2 separate regions of the Sus scrofa genome follow, and region 1 is linked to region 2. Evidence: chromatin contacts called from public HiChIP or PLAC-seq data. All regions are on one chromosome and are shown on one strand. The core of a region is the stretch at or near the end of the contact, and the rest is flanking DNA. Distances in the headings are between cores, read along the strand shown.

Evidence for each region. HiChIP or PLAC-seq counts read pairs in DNA pulled down with a chosen protein or histone mark.
Region 1: an H3K27ac HiChIP or PLAC-seq map of alveolar macrophages shows a contact between it and region 2. The contact joins the promoter of CAVIN1 here to the promoter of COASY in region 2. A contact is called at or near these places in 3 of 5 promoter capture datasets (fetal liver, fetal skeletal muscle and liver), 6 of 47 Hi-C or Micro-C datasets (embryonic fibroblasts, fetal liver, heart right ventricle and 2 more) and 2 of 2 datasets of contacts at active chromatin or transcription factors (alveolar macrophages and skeletal muscle).

Annotation. Positions count from the first base shown.
Region 1 is chr12:20,367,403-20,373,758 of Sscrofa11.1, forward strand. It overlaps CAVIN1 (polymerase I and transcript release factor), which reads left to right and starts at 5,074. Exons shown (of 2, transcript XM_021066983.1): 1 at 5,074-6,356.
Region 2 is chr12:20,258,506-20,264,973 of Sscrofa11.1, forward strand. COASY (Coenzyme A synthase) reads right to left here and starts at 4,227. Exons shown (of 10, transcript NM_213789.1): 1 at 4,160-4,227; 2 at 3,044-3,751; 3 at 1,935-2,149; 4 at 1,551-1,682; 5 at 1,257-1,446; 6 at 1,109-1,173; 7 at 836-920; 8 at 573-670; 9 at 340-486; 10 at 1-238. The coding sequence starts at 3,740. The coding sequence ends at 179.

The DNA.
Region 1 (6,356 bases), core at 3,824-6,323, 110 kb after region 2:
GGTTCATTAACTGCTGCACCATGACGGAAATCCTCATCTGAAAAACATTAATCAGGTGGTTCCTAAGGTAATACATGACCGTGAGAGAACATTACTGGGATCCCTTACTGATGAAACATTCCCTAATTCATTTATTTCAAGCCATAATTCTAAACTAAGTACCTTCTGAATATATCAAGCAGTGCTAGGTGCTGTATAGATTTCAAAAAGTTCCAAGCCCATAGGAAATGAAGGGAGCAAACACAGAAATACTAACACGAGAGACTTCAAAAGGAACGATGCTCATGGCATGTTTTTGGAACATGGTCTATCAGGCAAACTGGAATAACAGGAGTTTAATGCAAAGGAACAGAATTAATAGAGTTCTGTGGTGAAGTGGGTTAAGGATACGGTGTTGTCATTGAAGCAGCTTGGGTCGCTGCTGTGATGAGGGTCTGATCCCTGGCCTCATTCAGTGGGTTAAGGATCTGGCATTGCCACAAATTGTGGCATAGCTCAAGGATGTGGCTCAGATCTGATGGTGCTGTGGCCTAGGCCAGCAACTGCAGCTCTGCTTCAAAATCTAGCCCAGGAACTTATATATGCTGCAGGTGCAGCCCTAAACAAAGAAAAAGAAAAAAAAAAAGGAAAAGAAAACAGCATGGCATGGAGTTCCCTTGTGGCACAGCAGGCAGTGGGTTAAGGATCTGGCGATATCACTGCAGCAGCCCAGGGTCGCTGTTATGGTGCAGCTTTGATCCCTCACCCAGGGAAATGCCAAATGCTGAGGGTGGAGCCAAAAAGAAAAAAAGAAAATAGCATGAATGTTCTTAGAATTATCTCTAATAGCTAAAAAAAAAAGGAAACTCTCCAAATGTCCATCAACTGATGAACAGATAAACACTACGTAGCATGTCTATACGACAGAATGTTATTCAGCCATTGAAAGGAATGAAGGGCTGATGCACAGTAAGACTTGGGTCAACCCGAGAACACTATGCTAAGTGAGAGAAGCCAGACACAAAGGGCTACATACGGTACGAGTCCATGTATAAGCTCCAGAATAGGCACATCTTTAGACAGAGAGTAGATTAGTCGGGGACTAGAATGGGGAGTGACAGCTTGTGGGTATGGGGTGAAAAACTGAATTGTAACCTCAGTCCTGTGCTCCTGGAAAACACTGAGTTTTAAAGGAATCTCCCTTTTTTCGGTTCTGCAAAGAACCACCCTTCTCCCTATGACTCACGGATGCCTCTCTTGTTTATTTATGACAAGAACAGACACAGACCCTCCTCATTGCCATATTTGCCTCCTAAATAATTAAAATGAGGCGATCCCACTGTGGCTCAGCAGGTTACGAACCTGACTAGTACCCACGATGACATGGGTTTGATCCCTGGCCTTGCTCAGTGGGTTAAGGATCCGGTGTTGCTGCAAGCTGCAGTGTCGGTTGAAGACTCGGCTCTGATCCCACATTGCTGTGGCTGTGGCATAGGCCAGACCAGCAACTGGAGCTCCAATTTGACCCTTAGCCTGGGAACTTCCATATGCCACAAGTGTGGCCCTAAAAAGAAAAAAAAAGAAAAGAAAAAAGAAATGAAATGAACAGCTCATCCCTACCGATCACTCGGAACCAAACGCGTATTAACAAAATTTGGCTTAAACTCCTCTGCTTCCAGGTCCCTGACCTTTTTGGCCCACTCTCAGCCCCGGCCAGCACACAACTGGTGCTGAGGACAGGCTGGCTTCAGGGCAAAGTGTTTTCTGATCTGCTCCCTGATCATGCCACCCTTCCATCCCTTCCCTGCTCCTGGTTCCTTCTAGCTTTGTTTACTCCTCTCTGTAAAAGAAAACCCCTTTTTGCCTGGTCCTTGCACACTTGAAGATCTGACAGTCACAGCGTTCCTTTATTACAATACACCCCCTCCTCTCCGTGCAATAGTCCCTTTCCCCCGCTGCAAAGATCCTTTCTAGTAAAAACTCTGTTTACTAACTCTGGGTTGCTTTTTCTTCAAAAGACTTTATTTTTCAGGTGATGAAAATGTTCTAAAATTGATTAACAGTTGCCACCTTTGTGAATGTTTTAAAATTCACCGAATGGTGTACTTTAAATAGGTGAACTGTATAGTATGTGAGTTATATCTTAAAAAGGCTTAATGGTTGTTGCTGGGATTTTTTTTTTGCTTTTTTTGAGCTGTTTTAAAATCTGGTTTTTGTTTTATTTTCTTTCTTTTTTGGCTGCACCTGAGGCCTGAGGAAGTTCCCAGACCAGGGGTCGAAATTTCGCCACAGCAGTAACCTTTGCCACAGCAATGACAATGCTGGGTCCTTAACCTACCAAACCACTAAGGAGCTCCCTAAAATCTGTTTTGTTTTTTTTTTTCTAAAGACAATTAAAAAAAGAAAAAATAAGTTAGCAAATGGGATAAGAAATACTGTTTGGGGTTGATAGATGGAAGTTTGGGGTTAGTGGGACAAACTATTACAGTTAGAATGGATAAGCAATGAGGTCCTACTGTACAGCACAGGCAATTATATCCAATCACTTGTGATAGAACATGATGGAAGATAATATGAGAAAAGGAATGTGTATATATATATATATATATATATATATATGTTTGGGTCACTTTGCTGTAGAGCAGAAATGGACAGAACATGGTAAACCAAATATATATACTTAATTAAAAAAATTTTAGGAGTTCCCGTCGTGGCTCAGTGGTTAACAAATCTGACTAGGAACCATGAGGTTGTGGGTTCGATCCCTGCCCCTGCTCAGTGGGTTAACGATCCGGCATTGCCATGAGCTGTGGTGTAGGTCGCAGACTCGGCTCGGATCCCGTGTTGCTGAGGCTCTGGCGTAGACCGGCGGCTACAGCTCTGATTAGACCCCTAGCCTGGGAATCTCCATATGCCACGGGAGTGGCCCAAAGAAATAGCAAAAAGACAAAAAAAAAAAAAAAAAAAAAAAAAAAAAAAAAAAAAAAAAAATTTAGGCGTTCCTGTCGTGGTTCAGTGGGAACAAATCTGACTAGCGTCCATGAGGTTGCAGGTTCGACACCTGGCCTTGCTCAGTGGGTTAAAGATCCGGCACTGCTGTGAGCTTTGGTGTAGGTCGAAGATGTGCCTAGGATCCCGAGTTGCTGTGGCTGTGGTGTATGTCAGAGGCTGCAGCTCTGATTCAACCCCTAGCCTGGGAACCTCCATATGCCGGGGGTGCAGCTCTTAAAAAAATAAAAAATAAAAAATAAAAATAAAATAAAAATTAAAAAATTAAAATACTATAAGTAGGAGTTCCTTTGTGGCTCGGCAAATTAAGGATCTGGAGTTGTCACTGCATGCAGTAGCTTTGTTCGCAGAGTTAGATCCCTGGCCTGGGAACTTCTGTACGCTGTGGGTGTGGCCAAAAGAAAAAGAAAAAGAAATACTGTAAATAAAAATAATACAGCCCCACAAAGGCCAAGAGAGAGAGTCTCAAGGACAAATTGGTCAGTAGTGCTAGATGCTGTGCAGAGTTCCAGGAAAACTGGAAAAGGAGAGACAACTGGTAGAACATGGAGTTTATTAGTGACTTTTATGTGTTCTTTTAGTAGAAAGGAAACTACCTGTTTGGATAAACTGCAGAAATTTAAGGACTGAATTAGAGGTAAGGGATATGTACCAACAGTTCTAGAAAACAGTGAAATCTGAACAGGAGAAAACAGATGGACCCAACCGTGGGGAGGCAGGAAAGTAAAACCAGTTAAGATGGCAGTTTTGATTTGTTTTTGTTTGCTTTTTAGGATGAGACCAGTGCATGTTGAAGACAGAGGATGAAAAGACGTTTTATGGCATTTTCATTCGTTTACTTTCTTGACTTTTATGTGTATGAGCCTGAATGACTGCTTCTCTGAGACCAAAGCTCTTACCCCACAGCAAATTCTGTGTCCTCTGAATGTTTTCTAGCACAAACTATGCATAAATTAGCACTTAATAAATAATTTCGATTGCTTTCTGTTTGTTTGTTTGTCTTGCTTTTTAGGGCCACACCCGAAGCATACGGAAGTTCCCAGGCGAGGAGTCAAATCGGAGCTACAGCCGTTGGCCTACACCACAGCAATGTTGGATCCAAGCCTCGTCTGTGATCTACACCATGGCTCATGGCAACGCCAGATCTTTAATCTACTGAGCGAGGCCAGGGATCAAACCTGCAACTTCATGGTTCCTAGTCAGATTCGTTTCTGCTGTACCACAACAGGAATTCCTTGATTGCTTTCTGGTTCAAGAAAGCTATTCTATTTTTTTAATGTTCAATGGAGAAGGAAGGAATTTTTGAGGAGGAGAAATATACAAATATTTGGGCACTTTTCAAATATGTCAGAAGGACAAGAATAGTGCCTATAAATCTGGGGAGAAAAACACTCTGCTGTTGGTGGCAGCTGTGAGACCGCTGCTGAAGACTTGTTTTGCATTCGAGATGGTTTCTCTGATGTTAAGCCACATCATTCATCCCAGTCATTTGTTTTTAACAAAACACACTGTCTCCCTAGGGTTTCCCCCAGCACAGATCCCACACTGAATGGAACATGTTGCATGCTGCACCCCTCATATCTTGATGAATCTCCCTAAATGTAAATTGGTAAAGACTTATGGCAGAACCATGGTAAGAGATGAGAATGCCTGGCTACGCCTCCACCTCATCCAGCCTGGGCTTTTACACCTCGAGTCACCACTCGGGAGTGGGGGTGGGTGGGTGGGTGGGGGGCAAAGATGTATCCCATGAAGCCTTCCTCACTCTGCCAGGAAGTAGTGGTCACCTTCCCTGAGCTGCTGGAGCACCTTACCCTTTGCGCAGAAACTACTGGAGTTCCTGCTGTGGTGCAACAGGATGTGCAGGATCCTCGGAGTCTCTGCACCAGGACGCAGGTTCGATCCACAGCTCGACACAGTGGGTTAAAGGATCCAGCATCATCGCAGCTGTGGCTTTGATCTGACCCCTGGCCTGGGAACTCCATATGCCTTGTGGCGGCCAGGGGCCAGGGGTGGGGAGGAACAAAACAAAACTATTTATGCATCTACTGCTCTTTCCTTTTTTTTTTTTTTTTTGGTCTTTTTGCCTTTTCTAGAGCCGCTCCTGCGGCACATGGAGGTTCCCAAGCTAGGGGTCTAATCAGAGCTGTAGCTGCTGGCCTACGGAGAGCCACAGCAACGTGGGATCCAAGCCGTGTCTGCGACCCACACCACAGCTCATGGCAACGCCAGATTCTTAACCCACTGAGCAAGGCCAGGGATCGAAACCACAACCTCATGATTCCTAGTTGGATTCGTTAACCACTGCGCCACGACGGGAACTCCTCTTTTTTTTTTAATCTTTTTATGGCTGCTCCCGGCTGATGGAAGTTCCCAAGCTAGGGTCAAATCGGAGCATAGCTGCTGGCCTACACCACAGCCACAGCAACACAGGACTCAAGCCTCGTCTTCAACCTACACTGAGCTCATGGCAACACCTGAGAGAGGCCAGGGATTGAACCTATGTCCTCATGGATGCTGGTCAGATTTGTTTCTGCTGAGCCAGGACAAGAACTCCTGGGCTTTATTGAATTCCCTAGCCCAGCAGCTGGCTCGTGGTAAACAGTCACACTTTCCTGAACAAATGGATGGATGGAGGAGCATAACAGAGAGCTGTGAGATCTCAGCTGCTGACAGGGTTGCATCCTGGTGTTCTTTTTCTGGGCCAAAGGGTTGTTTGTTTCCACCTCTCTATCCCTTTTAAAGACTGCCTCACCAGCTGAAAGCACACAATGGAACAGTGCGCCTTTCAGCAAATAGAGTGAGCAATGGAAAATGCAAAGCATCAACCCTGAATGCAAGCGATGGCCTACTGAAAGCAGTTCCAAATGAAGAGAAACTGCTTATTTTCACTGAACTGGATTGCAGTCCTCTAGGAAGGATTGTTCGGCTCCATTTCTGGGTGTCGGTGTTGGTGTTGATAAAGCTACTGCACCAAGGCTCAGCACGCCCCCTGTTGGATTTGGCTGGCATTTAGTAAGAAGAAGAAAAGGAAAGAAATACTGATGCAAATACGTGTTGGACATAGGCATGCAGGGGTAGGGCCCTTTCCGTGAAATTGTCTGTTAAAGAGGCATCAGATGAGTCAGAGACATAGCCACTAGACTATCCCTGGGACATAATTTGACTCATCCATAAATACGGACATTCCTTTTTGAAGAAGAGAAATACTTTCCTGATGAGAAAATCAGAATGGCATGGACTTGATTCCTTTTAGGAAACATGCAACCAAAACAAAACAAAACAAACAAAAAACAAATCAAGCACTAAAACTCCTCTTCAGCAGCTCTCCTACACCAAGTGAGGTTTAAATTGTAATCTGTATATGT
Region 2 (6,468 bases), core at 2,977-5,476:
AGTGTTGGCCAAACACCAGCAAGCTGGTTAGGCTTCTTCAGTCGAGCAGGCCCATTTCTGCCCCACCCAGCTTAGCTGAGAGCCTTCTAGGCCCAAACTAGGGTGAGCTTCAAGGTCCTGACTCCTCCTCACTGCTGGATCTCCTCTAGTCACCCCTGGATCTCCTCTGACCCGTCAGTCATGGATCTGATGGAGCCTCAGAGATGCGCTTCTGCAGGAGGGCCCAGGCTTTCTCCACCTTTGGACAGGCCAGAATGTTCCAAAGAAAAGAGAACAGGATCAGAGAGGCATCCACCAGAGGCTCCTTCCCTACAACCCAGCCTTTCCTTGGGCACCAACCTGGCGCTGGGTGACATGTGGCTCCCACAAGGTGCTGAGCACCACGTGGCTCTGGTCCACAAGCTGCTGCCCACTCATCTGGCTCTGCAGCCGGCTTTGAGCCGCAGCCTCGCTCAGGCCATCCCTCTCCACGATGCGTCGTACAGCCTGGGCAGACGATGCATTTGTCAGTCCCTGGCTCAGAGCAGGATGCGGTCTACGATGGGGCTGGCACTGGGGTGGGGTCCAGATACCTCAGTCTCGGGGATGACAACAGTCCACACCTCGTGCACCATGTTCTGCCAGCCGGCTTCAAGCAGCACGGCAGCATCGATCACGCACACACGCTTTCCTGTGGGGAGAAAGCCAGCAGCACCCTGCCACTTGCTCCCAGTCAGAGAACCAAGGAAACGCAGTCCCAGGGAAAGCGGGTGGTCTGATTTGGGGTGGGGGCAGCTCCTAGGGGAGAGTCTGCTTAGCTGTTCCCCGGGCTCCTCCCACCGCCCTGCCCACTCACCCTCAGCCACGGCCTGATCCACCTCCTCTCTGGCCAGCTTTGCGATAACTGGCCACACAATGTCCGTGAGTATCTTCAGCTGCTTCTGAGGAAGGGAATGGAAGGGGTGGGCCGAGTTTTACCTTCCCTTGGAGATGGAGCCGCCCCAGGGCGGAGGTGCGGGGGAACACACGAGTGGAAACTGGCCTTCTGGGCCAGACCAGAGAGGTCCGCTGGGTCCCGAGCTCTGAGTCTAGTGGTGGCCGCAGAGCCCTTGGAGAGGTGGGTGTTTACCTTGTTCCCAAACACCCGGCTGCCTAGGACCTTCCTGTTGATGGTGCCGTCTTTATGGAGAATATCTGGGCAACAGAGACAGACACCTGGGCAAGGAGGCCAGGCCATCTGCTCACTTCAGGGGGCCTCCAGCGCGCCCCTTTATTACCTGTTCCAAAGGCTTCCACAACTGGCTGGTAGGCAGGACCGCCCGGGGCATAGGACCGGTGGCCCAGCTGGTCACTGTCGATGACATACGCCCCCAGGCCCTTCAGCCGCTGAGCTACTGAGCTCTTCCCAGAGCCACTGATGCCTGTCAGCCCGATCACGTAGCAACCTGGGGGGAGCTCTGGCCTCTTCTAGGGGCAGAGAAGAGGGAACCCCACAGTGACTAGGGTCCCTAGACTCAGGATTGGACCCTTGGGTTTCTCCTCTCCAGCGGGCATAGGAAGGGCAGCCTTACATGTGGAGGCCGGAGCAGGTTTCCCAGCATTTGTTGGCGGAAGCTGGAGGAGCTGACTTTGTCCTCTTCATTTTCCTTGGGGTTTAGGTCCTTCAGCAGCTGGATCTGGTACAAGGTGAGCTCCTCTAGGCCCTGAGGTAAAGGAAGAGGAGGAGAGGGAAGAAGGGGTGAGAGGAAGAAGGGCGAATCTCTGGCCTAATCCTCCCCCCTCCCCGCCCGAGGCACAGCTTGCCTCAGAGTGCAGGCTGGGAGCCCGTTCCGCGTACCTCTTCCCACCACCTCGAGCCCTCTCTTCCCTCCTCTGGGGTCACGGTACTTCCAGCAGCCCCCAGGGGCCTTCCCCGTCCCCATCCACGCCCTCTGCCAGACTCCCTCAGGGGTTACATTCTCAAGGCGGAAGCGGTTGACGGCCATCCCCCCACGATAGGTCTCCTCGCTGACCACCAGGAACTCCAGAGAGGGGTCAGAGCCAGCGGGCCCATAGGGGTCCAGCAGGGGGATGAGATCAAAACTCAAGGAGGGCTTGATGTCCACCAGGAACTCACTCAGATGTTCCACGCGTTCTGTGTAGGGTTGGAGCAGCTCAGGGAGCAACTTGCCTGGGGAAGGAGCCCAGAACAGTGAGATCTTTTTAGCGGGGAGGAAGAGTGGGGGGCTAGTTTTGCAAAGAGTTTCCCTAAGCATCCTATCTCCAGAGGGCAGGTGGAGGCAGGGAGAAGGGGCTGAGCTGGGAAGTGGCCTGTGACAGGAGAGTTATGAGGAGACAGCAGGCAAGCACGTTAGTGTTGCAAGGGTTGGCGTGTGTGCAGAGAACTAGCAGTGCCAGGAGGCATCAGAGTCAGATGGAGAATTCCATGCCATCTGAGCCACGCCATCCACCATGGTCCTCTTACTGTATCTGGCGCTGCAACCTACAACCTAGTCATCCACCTAGGTTCAGAGTCTCAAATTTTAGGATCCATCCCTGGAGAACTTGTTTAAAAGTGCAGATTCTGGAGTTCCCATCGTGGCACAGTGGTTAACAAATCTGACTAGGAACCGTGAGGTTGCAGATTCGATCCCTGGCCTTGCTCAGTGGGTTAAGGATCCGGCGTTGCCGTGAGCTGTGGTGTAGGTCGCAGATGCCGCTTGAATCCCGAGTTGCTGTGGCTCTGGCGGAGGCTGGCAGCTACAGCTCTCATTAGACCCCCAGCCTGGGAATCTCCATATGCTGCGGGTGCAGCCCTAGAGAAGACAAAAAATTAAAAAAAAATAAAAGTGCAGATTCCTTGGCTCCACATTTGGGGGAATCCTGATTGGTGACTAGACCACACACCTAGAAAGCTGCATTTATTCATTTAAAAAATGTCCTCAGCATGAACTGAGTGCCACGCACGGTTACATGTGCGAAGGGGCAGGAAGTACTGGACCACCCTACTCTTCCTCAGTCTTGGCCTGGGGTTGGGGGTGGGGTGGGGGTAAAACTGCCCTAATCCAGGGTCTCTCTCACTCACTCTTCAACAGGTCTTTGTCTGCCACTCCCACCACAAGCTGCTCCTGGGCTAGGATGCAGGCCACACTGAGCAACACTTTGTGGGCATTGTGTAGGCGGTCAAAGGTGCCACCTACAGCCCCTCGCTGGTGGCCACGCACTGGTTGCTTTGCAGACCTGGCCACGGGGGAGGCCGGCCTGATGGTGGAGGGTAAAGGGACATCTAGGGGCTGCACAGGCAGCATTCCGGGCCCATAATCGGGGTATAGCAGCACCGAAGACAGCTGCGGACAACAGCTGTAACAGCTGGTGGCATAACGCTCTAGCTGTTGCTTGACCGGGTTGTACTGGCTTCCATCCAGGGTCTGGAAGTCAGTCAGCACTACTTCCGGTGGGTGGGCCAGGTTCTGGACCGAGCTAGGCAGGGGAGGGAGAAAGCTCTTGGTTCGGATATTGGTCAGCAAAATTCTGACGTCCAGGTGCCTGTGGAGATCGGCGCCAGCATAGAGGTGCGTGATGAAATCGATAACTTCAAATGTGGCCTGCACGGGGCTAGACTGGGGCTGAGCCGGGCCCCCCAGGTTCATGCCGGGCTGCAGGTGTACATAGAGCGTGTGATTCACAAGCCGGGCCGCCGAGGTCAGGATGGGGGCCAGGCGAGGGACCAGGGAGGCCAGCGGCGTTGTCAGCACCAGGAGGCCCGATCGGAATACAGCCATGATGGCCCGGCCTGTGGACGGTCAAGGAGACAAGGCGAGGGTGACTGAGAGCTATGTGGCTGAGGCCGAAGACAACTGGGGGACCTGGACCTAAGAGGAGGGACGTGGACCTAAGAGAGGGGACTTGGACCAGGGACGGGGTCTCAGGGCGGACTGAGAGAGACCCGGGGGAGGGGACAGGGCCCAGGAAACGGCGCCTCGGGGCTACGCTCTAAATCTCGGTTTATCAACTCAGATGGAGCAGTGAATTCGCAGAATTGAATCGAAAACTTGGGAGGAGTGAAATAGGCAGGAGCTGCTAAGTCATTAGGCTGGGGATTCAGAAATCCTGGGCGCTCTTGATAATCACCAATATCTTCAAGGAATCGGAGGAGGGGACTAGAGGGGGCCGCTGAGGTTCGGGTCGGTCCCCTACTTACTGAGACCTCCGGACTTTGGTTCCGCGTGCACCACCGCGGAGTCTTCCCCCGCCGCGACCCGTTAACACTAGTTCCGGCGCTGCGACTCCGAGCTACGGAACCTGGAAAAGGCCAAAAATCTCAACTTTGGTGAGTCGAGGGATTCTCGCGAGATTTTTCATGGAGCGGGGCGCCTGCCTTTGCAGAGAGGCGGAGCTCGGTAGTTGGGAGGTGGCGTGAGACCACATTTAGAGAATCTGACGTGCCTGGACTAATAGAGCAAGGTCGGCTGGAAAGCCCGTTTCACGGGTGCCCTTCAGACTCTGAGAGAAGAGACTGGCTTTAGCTAGGTCACCCAGGAGACAGCGGCTAAAGTAGAACTAACAACTGGCTTCCCCTCTTAATAAATCGCGGGGACGGCGGTGGAGGTTATAGGGTAGTACTTAAATTAGGGCTTGGTGTCCCCAGCCCAGCGACTGGCGTCCTCCCAGTCTAGGATCCTCATGTGCGAGATCACAGAACCGTCCCCCCCACACACACCCCTGTGCCACCACCCAGTTTCACAGATGGAGAAATTGAGGTCCTGTATGTTCCAGGGATATTTAGGGAGGTGAGGACCGAGGTCATGTGCCGTGGCTCCCGTGCAGTACTCCCCACATCACCCAGAGTTAGTGATACGCCAGTTTTCCAGAGATAATAGCAGGAAAGCTCTGTGTGGGAGCTCAGTAGAGCTGCCAGAAGGTAGACCTTGTGAACAGGAGAAAGGAGAGACTTAGTGGCAAGGGTTTACCTAATGAGCGCTGGAGAGGGTGGAATTGGCAGTCGTCCTCGAGAAGCAAAGCCAAGTTGCCATCTGGGAAATTGCAGTAATGTGCTGTGGTTTATTTTCCCAAACTAAATAAATGCTCACTTTCATACTTAATTTTGTTTTTGTTTTTTGTTTTTTTTTTTTGTATTATTCCTAAAGAGGTCTCCCCAAATGTATATGCCTCTGGCCCCACAGAACCTGGATCTAATCCTAGAGTCAAGGATGGAAGAGTTATAAGGACTTAAGGACTTGAGGCCAAGCTTTTTTTCTTTTTTTTTTTTGCCTTGCCTGTGGCATGTGGAAGTTCCCGGGCCAGGGATCGAAGCCAGGCCACAGCACTGACCCAAGTCACAGCAGTGACAATGCTGGATCCTTAATGTGGTGAGGCACGAGGGAACTCTGAGACCACAATTTTCGCAAAGATATCTTAAGCTGAGTTTTACAGGACCCAATTGAAGACGCAAACTGCACACTTTCAGGAAATTCCCTGAGACATATGGACACACAGTCTCATATGCCTGCAGAGTCACTGTTCGAGGAGGTCATCTGGTGGACATGACCGCCAGTTCAGCCTTGAGCTGGACATGGGCAGCCAGAGGCTACTCACGCCTCCCCTGTCCTTGAAAGGTGGTCTGCCCACCATTCCCACAGTGGGAGCTGTTTCAAGGACACAGCCTTGAGAGGGCAGTGATAAACATGGACAGTATATGTGACTGAACCCAGTTAAGGCCTCTGTAGAAACTTGCAGGTTCTGGTGGGTGGGTGCGGAGATCTATTCCTCTTGCACTGCCCAGAACAAGCCTGAGGTTGCTTCTTAAACCAGCCACCTACCAATCTGGACTGGCTGCCTTTTTTCTTCAGCCTCTTTGCCCTCTGTGTACAGGGCCAGTTTACGAATCAACAGTTGGCAAGCTGGCCAGGAGACCAAAGAAATGGCCTTGGGAAAGAGGCACCTGCATGGGAAACCCTGGGAAATTTGGGCTGGGCTAACGCCCTTGTTTGAGGAACTGCGCAGGGTGCGCCACGGCAAGGGTGAGGGATGAAAGTCAGCTGGCTGCTGCTGTGGGCAGGTCGCTGACCACTGGTGTCCAACTAGAGGCCAAAGCTCAAGTTAGAAAGTTGGGGAGTTCCTGTTAGAAAGTTGGGCTCGGTGGGTTAAGAACCCAACTAGGGGAGTTCTCGTCATAGCACAGCGGAAACAAATCCAATTAGGAACCATGAGGTTGCAGATTCGATCACTGGCCTTGCTCAGTGGGTTAAGGATCCAGCGTTGCCATGAGCTGTGGTATAGGTGGCAGATGGGGCTTGGATCTGGCGTTGCTGTGGCTGTGGCATAGGCAGGCAGCTGTAGCTCCGATTAGACCCCTACCCTGGGAAGCTTCGTATCCTGCGGGTGCAGCCCTAAAAAGCGGAAAAAAAAAAAAAAAAAAAAGAAAAGAAAAAAAAAGAACCCAACTAGGATCCATGAGGATGCAGGTTCAATCCCTGGCCTCACTCATTGGGTTAAGGATCTGGCACTACC